Regions from separate parts of the Ovis aries genome. Here region 1 is linked to region 2. Evidence: chromatin contacts called from public Hi-C data. All regions are on one chromosome and are shown on one strand. The core of a region is the stretch at or near the end of the contact, and the rest is flanking DNA. Distances in the headings are between cores, read along the strand shown.

What was found. Hi-C and Micro-C count contacts between places; a contact is called where the count stands out from the background.
Region 1: a contact with region 2 is called in a Hi-C map of hypothalamus, with 3 times the contacts expected there. The contact joins two enhancer-like sites. A contact is called at or near these places in 3 of 16 Hi-C or Micro-C datasets (hypothalamus, liver and skin fibroblasts).

What each region holds. Positions count from the first base shown.
Region 1 is chr7:22,058,565-22,062,564 of ARS-UI_Ramb_v3.0, reverse strand. No RefSeq gene overlaps it. Among named protein-coding and RNA genes, the nearest start is that of DAD1, 30 kb to the right of the region's middle. Within about 2 kb of position 1,719, at least 37 of the 54 cell types and tissues checked have an H3K27ac peak or open chromatin away from gene starts, as enhancers often do. A contact at or near this core is called in hypothalamus and liver, where this site is marked.
Region 2 is chr7:21,780,362-21,783,987 of ARS-UI_Ramb_v3.0, reverse strand. No RefSeq gene overlaps it. Among named protein-coding and RNA genes, the nearest start is that of LRP10, 6.5 kb to the right of the region's middle. Within about 2 kb of position 1,312, at least 40 of the 54 cell types and tissues checked have an H3K27ac peak or open chromatin away from gene starts, as enhancers often do. A contact at or near this core is called in hypothalamus and liver, where this site is marked.

The DNA.
Region 1 (4,000 bases), core at 470-2,969, 280 kb before region 2:
TTAATAGACGAGGTGGCCCAGTGAGCCACATTTTCACAATTTGTGTATGTGTGGTCACTCAGTGTTGTCTGACTCTTTGCAGCCTCATGGACTATAGCCTGCCACACTGTCCATGGGAGTTTTCAAGCAAGAATACTGGAGTGGATTGCCATTTCCTACTCCAGGGGATTTTCCTGACCCAGAGACTGAACCCGAGTCTCCTGTGTCTCCTGCATTGGCAGGCAGATTCTTTACCGTTGAGCCTCCTGAGAAGGCATCTCATAATTTAGCCAAGAGCTAAGAGTAACCTGTCGGGAACTATCAGGAAAAGCAGAACCTGAGTGATGGTCCCTTGGCCAGAGCAGCCTCAGTGGGCACTCATCCAGAGCCTGGGGGATGGGAAAGCACACAGGGCTTCTAGGAATCAGCCCTCCTGTTACTGAAGGGCCACACCCAGGTCCAGGGCTGCAGGAGGCCTTACCATTCACCTCACTTTCTCCACAAGTCCTGTCTTAAAATTCTCTCTCCATCTACCTCTGGGAGCAACCTGTGGGAAGAAGAGCTTCTGACTGATGGGTGGGTCTGGGGAGGTCTGCAAGCCCCGGTCACTGTCACTCTGTTAATGAGCACACTGAGAAGCCAGGAGGCTGGCAGGTGGGTGCCCTGCCACCTGGGATTCAGGCCTAGTTTCACCCAGACACACAGATGAGTAAGGTTTCCTCTGAGTATCACACTGAGAGCTATATTTTGAAATTAATAAGCAGGTCAGACATTGAGTCAGTAGCCAGATGTAGGACAGGAAGTGGAAAAAGTCTCCCACTTCCGTGCAGGTGTTTGGGGGGGGGGGCCTTGGGGCGGCCCCTCCCATTTCCATGACGTCATGGCTGCCGCGAGGGGCAAGTGGGGCACCCTTTGAAGCTCTCCCACAGAAGCCACATCCTCTGGAAAAAACGAGTTAAAAATACCGAGTTAGAGATAGCATCACCCCAGGCCACGTGCCGGGGCCGGGAGGGCCGGGCCGTTACACCACCACGACCGCAGGTGCGACAGGAAGGCGGCGAGCTGGGAAGGGCCGGCGGGGCCCTGGCGGCGGCACCCACGCCCACGGCAGGCAGGGGGGCCGCGCACCCCACAGCGAGAAGTACCCCCGCCCCGCCTATCACCCCCTCCCCCCCAGCCAAGTCCTAAGATCAAACCTTGATCTCACTCGATCACACCATTTCTTTATGCTGACAGGCCCTCTAGGCTTCTGTCCAGCCCGCCCTCCCCGGGAGGTGTGGGCACATCTCCCCCTCCTATGCACGGCTGGAGCTGGTTCTCCAAGGAACCGCTCCAGGTCAGGGTTGAAGTGCAAGATGATGGTCTAGAGGGACATCTGGCTCTCAGAAGCCAAGGAGACCAGGATTCGGGAGGCCGGGAGATGGAGAGCCACAGAAGGACCATGGGAACCTGAGACCTGAAAACCGCGGGGTTTGGACGTCCGGCTCTGTGGTAGTGTCCCAGCCACCCACCTGGGGGCAGCAGAGCTCCACCAAAGAGGCCTCTTCTCCCTTAATCCGCTTCTTTTGAGGAAGGAAAACCCCCAAACGCTTAAGAAAATGTCTTTTCAGAGGTAAATAAAAGGACAGGAGACTTCCTTCCAGGAGCCGAGCCCCTGCCCTTTGTCCATCACTGACCTGGGCTCCTGCCCGGGTGATCCTGTCACATCCCTTGGAGGAGAGAGAGTGTAGGGTCTGGCCCCGTAGACAGCAGGGGGCGCTACCTGCCCAGGATCACGAGGCTCCTTCATCCAGAGCACTAGATAGGAGCCCCCAGGGAGCGGGTGGGGCAGTCCCCTGGGAGCCTGGAGAGAGCTTTGGATTCAGAATCAGGGAGCCTGGGCTGGCCACCAGGATCCACCACTACCTCCTGCCCTGTGGGCATCTCACTAACCACCCACAGCTTCAGTTTCCCAGTGGGATCAGTGCTCTCTCACAGGGTAGTTTAAGAACCAAGGCTGCTCTCACAGTGCATACCTGCCAAGTGCAGACACAGGCCAGGCCCCAGGGATTCAGGCTCTGTACAAACGATAGGACTCCACACAGATGAAGCTCAAGAACAAGCAAAACTAATCACCAGCGACAGAAATGGGAACAGTGGATGCCTCTGGGGTGCAAGGACTGGCTGGAAAGGGGCCCCAGGGAAGCTTCCAGGTGGTGGAAATATTCTGCATCTTGATTTGGGTGATTTACACAGGTGTAGAGACATGTCAAAATAAGCCCAACTGTACACATAAGATTTGTGCATTTTAGCACAGGTAAATTATACAGTAAAGTACCGTTCCTATTAACACATGCACAGTTTCAGCATAGTAAACTGAATGCACATTTTAAGGGAATGCCTAGAAAATTGAACAGAGACCCTGCCTGGGGGTCGGTAGAGCTGGGTCAGGCTGGACCACCACGCTGAGATAAAAGTGGGGCTGCTGCTTCACCAGTGTGTCTCTGTTGCCCACAGTAGACAGGCATTTCTCCCCTCATTATGCCCCAGGAGCTTCTGGTTTCACCATCATATTCATTTTCTTTCCCCCTCCATGGCTTCCAGAAGAGCTTGAGGGAGGAGAAATTACAGCTATGGGAGGCCCTGGCAAGGCTGCAGCCAATTTTCAGAACAAAGCCGGCCCTCCCGGCCCCAAGGCACTCCAGGCTGCCCACTCTGCTCTTTGCAACACCCCTGAACACTCTTGCTTTTTATCTCCCCTCTCACCCTCTGGGGGCCTCTCTGCTTTCAAAACGGCCCCCTTGGGGATTCCCTGGCAGTCCCCAGTTAGGACTCTGCCTTCCGCTGCAGGGGGCATTGGGTTCAGTTCCTGGTCGGGGAACTAAGAATCCACACGCCATACGGCACAAGCCTCTCCCCCAAAAGGGGCCCCCTGGAGCTAGAGGCAACGTCTGATGAAAGTAGACCACCCCCAATGGGTCGTTTCTCTGGGCAGCCCTCATCCCAAGCCAGAACACCACACGTCATCCCAGAGGGTTCTCACCACCTTTGGGAAAAGGGCAGCCCGTTCTCACTGTTTGTTTTGGAAATGTGGGCACACTCCCATTCCAGAGGCAATAGGATCCAGGGGAGAGAGCCCTTCTGTTGTCAGATTCTTTAAAAATCCCCCCGAGAAGCAGAAAGCGTGATTGTCTACCCTTTTCCTGAGCCACCCACACAGAATTCAGCCAAGGAGGGAAAAAGGGACGATTAGGGAAAGAGCATATAAATGTGAGACATGGTTGGCAGGACTTCAGAGAGTTTGAGTAGATGAAGGACTGTGGTTCAGAGAGTGGTCAGCAACTGGTCTCCATCTCATGCTTCTAGCCTTGATGGGAGGAAACTGGGCTAACATGAAATAGGAATTTTTTCCAGTGGAGACAGTGAGACACTATTTTTAGCAAACTCTAGGGAGGCCTTGCCTCTCCTTGCTGACCCAAGTTATTCCAGAGATTTACTGGGGGACGTGGGTGAGGCAACATCCTTATCTGGAATCTTTATGAAGAATAGCGTGTCTGTGCAACACCAAAGCAAACATGATCTGGCTTTGACCTTCACAGGAAAGCCAAGCAGTAGGCAGGGTATGGTCCCTCCCTTTCACAAATGGAGAAAGGTGAAGTGGCTCACTTGCCATCACAGTGAATGAGGCCCACATCAGCGCTAGCGGACGCCCAAATCGCAGGTGGCTCCAGATACAGCCATCACAGAGGAAGGATCAGGAAAAGATGGCGTCTCAGGACCAACTGATCCCACTCCCACCCCCGCCCCCAGACTGATAACTTCTGTCTGGATTTCCCTTCCCTCTTCAGGACTCTTGATCGTCCTCTAGGATTAAAGTAGAGTTTCAAAACAGTTTGCTTAGGAGACACTCCTTCGGTAAATGTTGTTGGTTAGTCATCTCCTAAGGCAATGCTTTGTGCAAAAGCAGACTCCAGGACTCAATCACAAGGCAACGAGAGTTAGTAAAGTAATACCTAGACACACTCCAGCTGCCAGTGCTGTG
Region 2 (3,626 bases), core at 63-2,562:
AGAGGAGCCTGATGGGCTACAGTCCACGGGGTTGCAGAGTCGGACAAGACTGAGCAACTAACGTGCACATGCAATACAAAATAAAAAGTTTTCAATAAATAAATATTTTTTAAAAACAGCTGTAGTTGTGAATACATAAGTATTCTATACATGTGCAAGAAGTATGTGACATAGTAAATGTATAGGTTAAAAAGCTATATGAGCTATATGCACTTGTTTATTACATTTTTAGAAATTTTACTGTATATTTCACCTCAATCTTTAAAAGGTTCAAAAAAGAAAGAAACTGTATTGAGGGAAGAGATTCATAACTCCGCAACAGCAGCTCTGTCCCTATAGACCTCCTCCTTATGTGCCAATCATACCCACTGCTCTGCTTAGTCACTCAGTCCTGTCCGACTCTGTGCGACCCACAAACTGTAGCCAGCCAGGCTCCTCTGTCCATAGGGATTCTCCAGGCAGGAATACTGGAGTGGATTGCCACGCCCTCCTCCAGGGGATCTTCCCAATCCAGGGATCGAACCCAGGTCCTCCTTCGTTGCAGGCAGATTCTTTACCATCTGAGCCACCAGGGAAGCCCTAACCCCACAGCCTGCCCTTAATCGGAGGATGATTGGTATTGGGTTGTGTCAGCCCAGCTCTTATGGAAATACCAGTCCTCTAGGCTGCACACTCAGGACAGCCTGCACCAGGGCCCTGTAGCTCCGGCAGGAAGGTCTCTCTTCCCTTCATCTCTCTAAGCTTCATTCCAGGTGTCCTCAGAGTCTCTTCTCCACTCTACTGGCCTGTGCTCCAGAGGTCCTCCCAACTACCTCACGCCTGCACAAAACTGCCCATAAATTCTGGAGGGAGGAAAGCTGGAGAAGGGGACCAGAGGATCCCACCCCATCCTCTCAGGTTGGGAGCGGCCCAAACTGCAGCAGAGACCAGCTGGGCAGGTTTTGCAGGGTGGTAGCGCCCCCTCGTGCCAGGTGTTGGCACTGCAAACCAACCCCGGAGAGCTGAGAGGCGGAGGCAAAGCCTGCCACGCTCAGGGCCAAGGATACCGCCGGCCTGTCCCTTCCCACTTCGCAACTTCCACACTTCCACCCAGGCCACCTGTACTTAAACGGGTGGGACTATGGGCGCGACAGGATGACAAGCCTTAGTCTTCCAGCTGCAGAGAGGGAAAAGTCAAGAGTTTCCGTCGTCTGCCCCTTTATGGAGGTTGGTGAACAGCCCTGGAATAACTCCAGGAAGGAAGAGGGGAAGGGAGGGGTTGCAGGAGAGGGGTTCTGATAGAGGAGGTAAAGAGGGCCCTGGAGTCCCGGGCTCTGAGTTGCCACACTGCCCTCCCGTGGACGCCTCAGGCACTGACCTCTCCAGGATGCCTGAACCCTGGGCGCTTCAGGTTAGCGGCCGGTGGAGCTGCACTCCGGGATCTCAGGATGCTGGGGCAGAACCGCCTTTGGCCAAGGCAGGCAGGCCTCTGCGACTCCTGTAAGAGTGGACCATTTCTGTGCCGCTTCTCTGAGGCTTTTAGAGATCATGCCCAAGCCTTCTAGGGGGGTTTCTGACCTGCACCCATCCTTCCAAAGTCATCCACACTCTGGGGCCAGGAGACTCCTTTACTCCCTGTCTTACATTGATAAAAGTCTTAAATTTTGTGGTTCAAAAAAAATGCCTGGAGGTATATTGTGAATATCACTCTATTCTTGTCTGTTTATGCTAAAAATTTTCATTTGTTAAATAAGCATTTAAAATACACCAAATATTTTCAAAACAATCTTAGTTTTTAAATTTTTTAATATGCCAGAGGCCCTCTAAATGGACCTGATTGAGGTTTCTCTCAAACCTCCAAGGGGTGTCCCCAACCCTGCATCTCATTCTTTCCAAAGCACAAGGAAACTTGCTCCTGACACCATATGGTAGAGTCTTTAATCCCTACTCGCTTCCAACACAGAGGTTTCCCCATCTTGAAAAGCTCTCCTGGATTCTGCTGCGGCCTTGAATGATTTTTCTCATTTTCCCCTTTTCTCTCAAGCCAGTTTTCCAAAAGCTATCTGCATTCCTTCCCCAGTCACTTCTTTCTTTCGTTAATGTTTTGGCTGTGTGGCATGTGACATCTTAGTGGCTCATGAGACCTTAGTCCCCCGAACCGGGATTGAACCTACACCCCCTGCGTTGGAAGCACTGAGTCTTAACCACTGGACCACCAGGGAAGTCCCCCTTGTCATTTCTTTTTAATCCAACCTCTACGTCTGCATCCCAATCAGGAATATACTGAAACATCTCCTGAAGAGGCCCTCATGATGACCCCTTTCGTCTAACCCCAGGCCTATTCTGCTTTCATTTTCTTTGGCCTTGTATCAGCATTTAACATGACTTGCTTCAGGAAGCTCCTATGCCCCTGTCTTCTGAGAAGTTCTGCCATCCTATAGTCGATGAATCACACTGCTGTCAAGGACTCCTGAAAGCCCAGGACTTGTGTCCCTCTGCCTCAACCCTACCTGCACCCTCAGCTTCTGTACCTTGCTCAGGGACTTTATTTGTCTTTATTTGTTCTGTTAATTCCAGTTTCTGCCCTTCAGACTGTACAGAATAAAAACATTCTTGTTCCACACTACAGCTCTTCAAATATTTGGGTGTAGTTTCCATATATACAAACGCTCACTGAAGTTAAGCTTTTTATAGGTGAAGAGCCTTTCTCGTCCCATAAAGAGCTTTCACATGAAGTAGCTTAGAGACCCCCTTACCATTCCCATCACCAGTCAGTCTTTAAAAGCGTAGCTTCATAGAGAAGTGGTACCACACAGCAGTTAGGACAAGGACTCTGGAGTTACATCCGGGTTAGGATCCAACCTTTATGACTTACTGGTCAGGTGACCCTCAGCATGTTATGTATCTTCCCTGAGCATCAATTTCCTCATCTTTAAAATGGGGTTAATAACTCAAAAGGGAGTTGAGTGAATTAAAAGACATAATCTATGTGATGCCTACTATTGGCAGTCACGACTCACTCATTCATTCATTCAACAGACATATTGAGTATTTGTTTTATGCCAGACATTGCTTTTCACACTGGGGATTCACCGGTAAATGAATAGGCCCTTGCCCCCTTTGGAACTTACTTCTTCTTCTTTTTTTTTTAAGAATTCTCTCTTTTTAAAACATATTTATTTGGCTGTATCCAGGATTTTTGTGGCATCATGAAGGATCTTTCATTTTGGCACATGGAGGATTCTCTAGTTGTGGCACGGGCTTAACTGCTTTGTGGCACACGGGATCTTAGCTCCCTGACCAAGGACCAAACCTGTGTCCCCTGCATTGCAAAGCAGATGCTTAACCACTGGACCACCAGGGAAGTCTCCCCTATGGAACTTATATTCTTGTGAGTGTGCAGGGAACAAACATGATAAATGAGTAAAATATAGTATGTTAGATAATGATAAGAATTTTCCAAATTTTTAAGTTCTGAATCCTATTTGATAAACAATTGCACCTTTAAATCATTTTCATCTTTTACTATAAGCATCTAGATAGCATATTCAAAAGCAGAGACATTACTTTGCCAACTAAGGTGCGTCTAGTCAAGACTATGGTTTTCCAGTGGTCATGTATGGATGTGAGAGTTGGACTGTGAAGAA